Linked DNA regions of Thunnus thynnus: region 2 is linked to region 1. A link is a contact called in public Hi-C data. All regions are on one chromosome and are shown on one strand. Each heading gives the region's core, a stretch centred on a gene start, on an enhancer-like site or on the middle of the called end of the contact. The rest is flanking DNA. Distances are from core to core; before and after follow the strand shown.

Region 1 (4,762 bases), core at 1,904-4,403:
TTTCACTAGTGTATCTTTTACAACTGGTGCTGAAGATGCAGAGGCAGGGGACGGCTTCTGTGGAGGTTTCTGGGCCTTGTGGACAAACCAAAATAGTTAGTTTTAGACCATGGAAACAAAACCAGAACCTGTTAACAGCACTGACTAGTCATCTTATCAGTGATGATGTGCTCCAAATGAGCACAGAGTAGATACTGGAATATAATTAACATTCCTCACCATACGTTTCATTTGCCTGGTGCAGCGGGCGCAATACCACACGAGTCGTGGGTCATTAACTTCTTTGTCTGTCACTTGAGGCTTATGACAGTCCTGGTGGTACAGGTTATGGCACTCCTGGCACTCCACCAACTGGTTTCCCATGGTCACTGTCATTTGTCTTTGGTAATTAAAAAATAGGGCAGCAAAGTCAACATGTGAATAGAAAAACACACTGAGTTATCCTCCAAGCTTTCCATCCTAAAAGATTAAGCAGATTATAATATTAATAATTGGACAGAATACATACCGACATCCTAAAGGGCGTTACATACATAGAAGTTACATTTACTTTATCTGCTAATAATTAACACATACCTGCAAACTACACACGCCAGACCCATTTCCATGGCAAAGTCATCAGCGTTTGTCTCATCGTTGTCGTTTATGTTTGGCAGGAGGTCTTTGCTTGTCTGAACGGTGATTGGAGAGGAACGATTCTCCTGTTTCTCCAAACGTGGCTTTTTCGGAGGGTCTACCTCACCCATTTCAACCCTGACCTGTTTGTCATTAAGACAGCAAGAGGTTAGTTTGTACAACGCATGCTGGCATCAGTGCCATAAGCAACAGCATTGTCAGATTTTAGCCATCTTGTACTGTCCTACATGAGTTATGCATGTGTTCTTCCTGCACTTTAAGCAAAACTCTTAACTCTAATTACCCCATCTTGCTGATCAATTGTGACCTGAACTGTATGAATCGGCTTAGTCTTTCTTGTGTAGCGCTGAAATATAGCACTGTAGGACTAAAAGAAACTTGAAAAGAAAAACACAAACATATAGCATTTGTTTTTCAACTTTCTACACTGGAATTCTAAAACTAGAAATGTATATATTTAGTTTCACATGTGATTGTGACTTAACAACTTTCACAATTTATGCTACACTATTTTACAGAGCAACACATCTCACAGGCAGGTTAACAGGCAGCCAAACTGGATTGGCACTTGACAAGCAAAATGCAAAGCAAATGCCAAGGTAAACTCATAACTACAAGAGTTGATTTACAAAGACAACAGTGTGTTAAAAGAGATACTGACTTTCTTTGTGTGGTCCTAAATTCTGCTGGAACATGAGTCTACATTTATTCTTATTTAAAAGATTCAAAACACAACCCTGTACCTTCTCAGAGGATCTCTTCTCTCCCTCCTTCCTGCTCTTCTCCGAGCTGGATTTGCTGCTGACACTGCTGCTGCTGCTGGAAGATGAGGAACTGGAGGAGGACTTGGAGTCTTGTTTACTTAAGCTGAGTTTTGATACAGACACCTTGGACACCTCTATATCCTGAAGATATGCAATGATAATATACAGTATTTGGCAATTAGTTCCATAGATTACAAACCAATGAAATTGAAGAAAATAAGAAACTATATTAACATAAAGACATGATGGAGTCCTTACTTTTTGTGATGAGCGATAAGATGAATCACTTCCTCTTGAAAGGGACTCATCTAGCAGAGCTTTGAGTTTCTCAGCTGAATCTTTACTCTTGGAGTGCAGGTAGCTCAGTCCCTTAAGGAAGATGGGATCCAACTCCAAACTGACAGGTCCAGCCATGACTTAAACTAGGAGTCAAAAAAATTATGTCAGGCTACAGTTACAACTTGCATGGTCAAATACCACTGCTAAGGTCATCCCAAAACAAGATTGGCAAGTGACAGAATTCCTAAATATAAGAAAGTAAGGTAAATTTAGACTAAATAAAAGCTGCATTAGATATAAACATTGCATTGACATTTGACTTGAAAAAGGGAAACTCTTTTCGATTCCAAAGACAAAATGTCTTTTTAAGGACTTGTAATCTCTGCAGTCTGCTACAGTCAATACACTATAACACAATATTAACAAAGCATCGACACATTCAGCTATATTAGACTGGGCTGTTAAAATTAAATTTATGAACCGTTCTCCCTCCACATAAAACATGCAGGGAGATTAAAAATATATTTCTTAGTAACTTAACCGTCTCTTTGTTTTTCTTCAGTGCAATCTACCCCAGTTTGAGCCTCTTATGTATTCAGTGTTTTATGGACAAAGACATTTACACCGATGACCACAACCATTAAAAATAACCGCATAAGAAGCGCTATTACAAACTGAACTGAAATAGAAAGAAGAGAGGAGAAAACAGGCCACAAAAAAACCTCTAAGGGAAAGAACCGTTGCAATAGGTTGACTCAGACTGTTGTTCATAGTGTTGATTTTTCACTTACACCAATGTACCCTATTGTATGTTCACATCAACGTGCCCTGTAATGATCAATGTTTCCGTGCGAATTGTACATTATTCTCATAGGTAAGATGCGCTGAAGTAACCCACGCCTCTGGTTGAGTCTCATATACCATAATGCGTGTCCCCTTTCCGTCTTTCGGGTTTTATATAAAGAGATTCATGCGATAACACTGGATTGATTTGGTTCCTCTGTAACGTTATTATTCCGGACCAGAAACACGGAGCACTGTAGCAGCTCCACAATGGCTAAAGGTACCTTTCCTCCCCAGCTGTCCGTTATAAAACCAAGTTCGCAATTTATTATTCTCTCTTTGGTTACATTACCTCACACTTTCTGGTAAAATCTTGCCCTTTTACGCCGGTATTTTCGTTAACCGACGGTTGTAAACTTCCTACACAGGAGCGAACAGCCGGGGAAGCGTTTCCTCTCGCACTAACAGCTCTCGCAACCGTTAAATATGTCCGGAATCTACCTGCGCGGAACCTCGTATGAAAATGTTTTTTTTATTGAGGTTTATTACATAAATTTACTGCGTATTTAATATTTTAAAATCCAACACGTATAATTGAAACATTCTTTAAATTGATTTAGCATTTTAAAATATGTATTTCCGTTTTGATTTTTTTTGAAGTTTTTAAAATGGACAGCTGATGGCGCTGTGTAGCTATCCTAGCTTTAGTAAAAGGAAAGAAGAAGCTGTGCTGCGTGTGCTAGGAAGCGTGTATCAAAACAACGTGGTTTTATCTTATTGAAATTGACGGTGCATACGTTCATATTTTAAAAAGCTGCTGTGAGTATGTTAATATCATTTTATGCGCCAGAATTAAAACGGTATTTTAGCTATCATGCCTTAGCTGTCATGCTTCAAAATGCACAAAACTGAGCAATTTATTGATGTTGTTTAGTCTGACTTTGAAAACATTGTCAAGCTAATTACGTGCTAACTCCCCCCTCTGTGTTTTCTCCACAGTATTATCCATAATGAAGCACACAGACGTACAGCAGCAGCAGCAAGCCTCCCTCTTTCTAGAAGTTTGTTCCCAAAATGAGGAGCTGCGTCTCCCGTTGCACACCCCTATTGTCCTGTTTCTCCTGTCCTACTCTGAGTGCAAGTCTTTCAAAGTTTTTCTGGTCTTCACCAAACCCGCCAACTCTCAGTCACTGAGGAGTCAGCTACCAGAGTCTTTGCACGTGTGTGACGTCCAGCTGGAGGATCTGCCTCAGTTGGTGAGGGGCTGTCGTCTCCCTGCAGTTTTGGATGAGACTGGGAGGCTCTGCAGGGCAGGACTGGCTGTGGTCCTGAGACACATCATCAACAAGACCACTGAAGCTGACCCTTCCAGAAATGATGTGTTGGCACTGCTGGGCTTCAAGAAGACATGTCTGAAGGCCTGTGCTGAGGTTAGTGGCAAGCAGAGAAACAAATTACCAAAGTACCAAAAAGAAAAAGACTGAATGTGTCACAGCATCAGTCACATAGTGGGGCTTTCTGGCACAACTTCACCTACTTGTGGGATGCGTGGAAAAGGGAAAGCAGCTTTAAAGGGTAGAACTCCAACAACACTTGGCAGTGTTAAAAACCACTATATTTTAAGACCTACCTTTGTGTTTTGGCATGTTGGCAGTTACTCAAAATCACAGTAACACTAATTTAACAGGTCCCATAGTTCCCTATAATGTCCTAAAAAGGAACTGATATGAAACTTTAAATTCACACAAAGCTCCCTGGGAAGGACTGTGTTATTTGGTACTAATTAAACAAAAAAAAAACAAAAAAAACTGGGACAGTATCCAATTAGTACACTTTAGATTAATTAAATACAATTAAGTATTTATGCAAGTATAACCAAGTATTCTTGTGGGTGCACAGCAGGTCAGCTGAACATGCAAAAATGTGAACTTTGTTTACTGGCAAGAATACAACTGAACATTTAATGAAGATCAAAGTTTCGTATAATAAATGAAGAATGAATCGATATTGATTAGGGTTTAAATGGAGCAGTTCTTCCTAGAAAAGTCAGCTGGAAATCAACATCAGCTTATAAACTCTGTACAGCTAATTCAACTCAAATAATTGTGCAAGAACCATAAAATAGAGTTATCAAAATTGCTTGTTCTTCTTCAGCCTTTTGTGGGTGTGTATTATTTTACTCTGTTTTCTTAGCTGATGAAATTTCAATGGTTGGCAAAAATTACTTTTACTATATGTTTCTTTAATGATCACACAACACTAGCGGGGTTGGTGGAATTAGTTTTTCTTTCAGTATGTCA
Region 2 (4,412 bases), core at 1,108-3,607, 210 kb after region 1:
AACCTGCATAGCTGTTTGACAGTTGCATTTATTGCATTTTCCAGCCAGATGTTTTATTTTAAAAACATGGGCATGTGCCATGATTCCTCTTTTCAATCTGCAAAAGGATATTACTCAGAGAGACTTGATAGAACACAAAGGCCTTTGGATTAGGATAAAAGTCCAACGATCTGTTATAGTTCCTCAACCAGGAAGCTATTTGGATGCCCCATAACCTGGATTCCATGCAAAAGGATGGGCCATTATGCATCAATGTTATGGTCAATTGACTTTTTTATGATTTGACTAACAGCAAACAGAAACAAGTGAACCTTTAACCCTGAAGAGACAGCTCACATAGCTCAGGCCCACCAGTTGAAAAGTTCCAGAGGAGCACTAATGGATATTTCTTTGCGATAAATGAGGAGAAGAATACATACCCAATGGGAAAATCTACATCTGCCCCATGATCAGTCATGTGATAAAGGCCAAACTTTGCCAGCTTGACATTCCCCTTCAAAGAAAAAATCCATCTTAGATGTTGGACTGCATTTAGGCAATCATTTCATTTTCTAAGTAAGTAAATAACAGACATATATAAAACAGCTAAATTTGATGGGCACAGTACCTTGCAGTCCATGAGCACGTTGTGTGCGGTGAGGGCTCTGTGCACCATACCATGTTTGTTCATAAACTCCAGACCTTCAAGGACCTCATAGGCTATCTGCAGTACCTTCTCTGGGCTAACACAAACACAAACATGGCACTGTTTCAATTCCATTTAAGGGTCAAGTCAGAGAAAAAATATGTGGGTAAATTCAACCTCATCTGCAACACATTTAAGCTTAAGGTTACTATAAAAGATTGTCTTGGAAAGTGCAACAGAATATTGTTATTATGCAAAACTACCCGCAGCCAGTAGATGGCAAGGTTAATGCATATTGCAGAATTTCACTTCCCATCAAATACGGAAACATCTCTCAGTAGTACACAGTCTCATGGTGACTGCTAACCAGGAAAAACAATGTCAGCCCCAGTGTGAAAGGAGCAAAAGCAGTGGGTTCACATATAATTACTTCTGAATAGTTAATAATGATTTTTAATGACAATCTCACCTGACTGTTTTTCCCTGTTTTTGGAAATCACTTAAACTGCTCTCAAAGTGCTCAGCAACAACAATCAGCCGTTCTATGGGGCAAGAAGAAGAAGGGACCAAACAATAAGATATTGTATGCAATTGGATTAGAAAACACTTGAATTTGAAATGTTTTTATTATGAGTGAGCATGTATAATAATCATTAATTTGTATCCTACAATCTTGAGTCATCAAATTAAGGGCCAGATATGTTTTGCTCAAAGACAGAATAATGTGATGAAATGTGACTGGGAGGACCATAATAGGAAGCATAATGTGATGTCAATCCCATACTATAAGGCAAGACAGAAAGCCATACCATGCTTTCCTCTGGAGATGTCCACATACTGGCAGAGTCTGGGGTGAGTGACGGTCTTGAGGATCTGGAAGCGTCCCAGGATTTTGATGGAGTTGGGGGTGAGAGGTAGGCCATTGCTCCCACAGACGTCATGCGGGAGGGCTGAGGCAAAGAAGGTGAAGGCCCCCAGCTGAGCATCCTTGAGGGGCCTCATAATGTCTCTGACTTTAAGCACTGATAATGGGGAAGAGAATCTTCAGCATACAGTATATACATATATATGAGACATTCTGATTCCCAGCATGTGAGCAACTTACGCATTAATCAGGAGTTTAAAAACTGAACTAATGAATGAAGTGTTGATTGCTTAGCTACAGTTAAAGCTAGTAAATGTATTAATGCGGATGGCTGAGGCAAATTGTCATTACAGCAAGTGACAGGATAGCACTGTCATTTTACAACATATTTACACCATATAACGTTAGTTATTGTTAGGGTATAATGTTACAGCAAAGTCGGACACGACAGATAGTGATGCTTCAGTTAAACCCAGCAAGCTAACCTCAGAATGTAAGTTGTGAAAATAACTGCCTTACTGTCCAGGTAGGAAACGAGGGATTAAATAACATGCATTACTTCCGAAAAATGCGTCTACTCACAGTTAAATGAAAGTCTGTCTGGTCATCTTAAAGGCATGAACTGGACGTTGTTATTGCAATATTTTCAAAATGAATCTTATTTCTGCCTTTGCGATGTGAGTGAACGTGACCAACGACGTTATGTTTGTGCGACAAAGTAGTGCACAGAAGACACTTTCTAAGAACAAAATCAAGGTTGTGGAACTTAAATCAATCACCTAGTTAGTTCAAATTCTCAATAAAGTTGTTCTTGATTTAATTTCCAATATTTTGAACGACTTAGTTTTTCTTTTTAATGATTACAAACAGGCAATTGCCGTTGACTCCTTGCATTTCAGCGACGGTAACTGATCTGTAGAACATACGTCAACGCAAGCGTAGAGCTCTGTGTCGTATCCGGATGGTGCAGAGATCTACCCGCTGGGGGCCTAATTCAGCCTGTGTGCGGCTAGCTGCTAAATAAGCTAACGTTATCAAGGCTTGCAGCTGTCAAGCCCCCAGCTCTTGCTGCAACGTGTTGGGGTTAGTGAACAGAGTCCATGTAAGTCTTTAAAAACCTGTGTTATATCTCACTGTTTTACATTATAGCTTATGTTGTATTTGAATCTCAACGTGCCAGTAACGTCCAACTGACCGTCTAGCTACGTGTCAGTTAGCCTGAAGTCAAGAGCAGTGTAACGTTAGTCGAAGTTACTACTTCAATTCTATACTGTAGCTTACTGATTTAACTGGAGCAACGTAAATGCAAAGTGTACATATTTTCCACTGAAGTCAGTAATTCAAATGTATTGATTAGTACTACCTCACTAAAAAAAAATATTATGTTTATTTGATTAGTTATTGTAATTTGCGATTCGATCTTCGGTTTTATTGTCTGACGTTAGCTAGAGCTAATTTGTCATTCTAAATTATTATTATTGTTATTATTATTATTATTATTATTATTATTATTATTATTATTATTATTATTATTATATTAATCTGTAGCAAAGATGTCCATGCATGTCCTAAAATAGTAATCCAAACGCCCAAAGCTATTCGATTCAGAGTAAATCTTGACATTTGAGAACCAAATAATTTACAAAGCATCATATATGAATCGGATAATTACACTTACCCTCAAAATGCTATAACCTGCACGTTTGATAATGTTATATGATGACAACTAAATATCAAAATAAATATCAGGACATTTGCTGTCCGTGACTGATCAATTAATCAACCAATCCTTTCAGCTCTCTTGCAAACTGAATACTTTTGGATGTTGGCAGCTCATTTGACAAAATATACAATATGATGAGGTGCTTGATAGACATTATGTTTTGACATTTTATCATCTTAACAATTAAACAGATTTGGGAGGAAAAATACTCAAAAATGAAGACAATTGATGAATGCAACCCCACTCATGGACGAGAGTCTTAGTATTTCTGCACTGTCAAGCCTTCAAGTGTTTTCTATTTAGATGTGAATAATTTGTGTTTAGGGGTTATACTGTCGTCAGTTCTGAACATGAGGTCATCTATATTCTCAGCATTGCACCATATTTTAACTGATTTAATCAATAAGCCTTTGAGTATAGGTAAAAAAAAAAAAGTAATAAATCAAACTTCTCAACACATTGTCAAACACTAAGAAGTGTTTCTTAATCATCATTCTACTTTATCCCATTAAAGGACCAGTATGTAAGATTTAGTGATATCTATCGGAACAGACTTGCCAGAAATGGAATATAATATTCATAAGTATGTTTTAATTTGTGTATAATCACCTGAGAATAAGAATCGCCCTTCTCCATAGGGAGTCAGTCCCCTTCCATGGAGGCCACCATGTTGCATCACCATGTTTCTACAATAGCACAGAACAGACAAACCAAACAGTGGCTCTAAAAAGGGCCTTTTGCATTTTTCACGAGTTTTGCAGCCACCACAGGTTCTCCTACATGCTTGGGAGGGGAATTTAGTTGTTTGCAATCTGTAACCTCACCACCCGATGCCATTAAATCTTACACACAGCACCTTTTAAGGGCTAATATGTGTAAGTCAAAAACACATGACTGTATAAACTGCTGAAGGCTATGTATCTCTAATTAAAAGGTGTAGGTCCTTCTGATACCTTGAGGTGGTGCTGGCATGCTGCACTCTTGTTTCCTTCATAATGGTCTGGTTGTCAGACAGATAGGGAAGTATTCTCCTGCTGCAGTATATTTTTACTGTGGGAATGAAGCATGAAAAGAGAAAACACTTGTATTCTAGTAAGTCTGCTCACACACCACCATACCAGAGAAAGCTGATGGTTAAATGTAACTGATTTACTGATTTGATTCAAACCACCTGTGTAGCCTGTGCATTGCTATGCAGG

The links. Hi-C and Micro-C count contacts between places; a contact is called where the count stands out from the background.
Region 2: a Hi-C map of muscle shows a contact between it and region 1, with 4 times the contacts expected there. The contact joins the promoter of tbck here to the promoter of gstcd in region 1. A contact is called at or near these places in 2 of 3 Hi-C or Micro-C datasets (heart and muscle).

Annotation. Positions count from the first base shown.
Region 1 is chr3:22,826,247-22,831,008 of fThuThy2.1, forward strand. It overlaps gstcd (glutathione S-transferase, C-terminal domain containing), which reads left to right and starts at 3,154. Exons shown (of 12, transcript XM_067584816.1): 1 at 3,154-3,281; 2 at 3,462-3,892. The coding sequence starts at 3,473. ints12 (integrator complex subunit 12) reads right to left here and starts at 2,954. Exons shown (of 7, transcript XM_067584817.1): 1 at 2,815-2,954; 2 at 1,659-1,822; 3 at 1,380-1,541; 4 at 577-758; 5 at 220-379; 6 at 1-75. The coding sequence starts at 1,814.
Region 2 is chr3:23,034,692-23,039,103 of fThuThy2.1, forward strand. tbck (TBC1 domain containing kinase) reads right to left here and starts at 2,358. Exons shown (of 26, transcript XM_067584823.1): 1 at 2,073-2,358; 2 at 1,435-1,647; 3 at 1,095-1,167; 4 at 608-722; 5 at 420-493. The coding sequence starts at 1,627. aimp1a (aminoacyl tRNA synthetase complex interacting multifunctional protein 1a) reads left to right here and starts at 2,456. Exons shown (of 7, transcript XM_067584829.1): 1 at 2,456-2,592. The coding sequence starts at 2,591.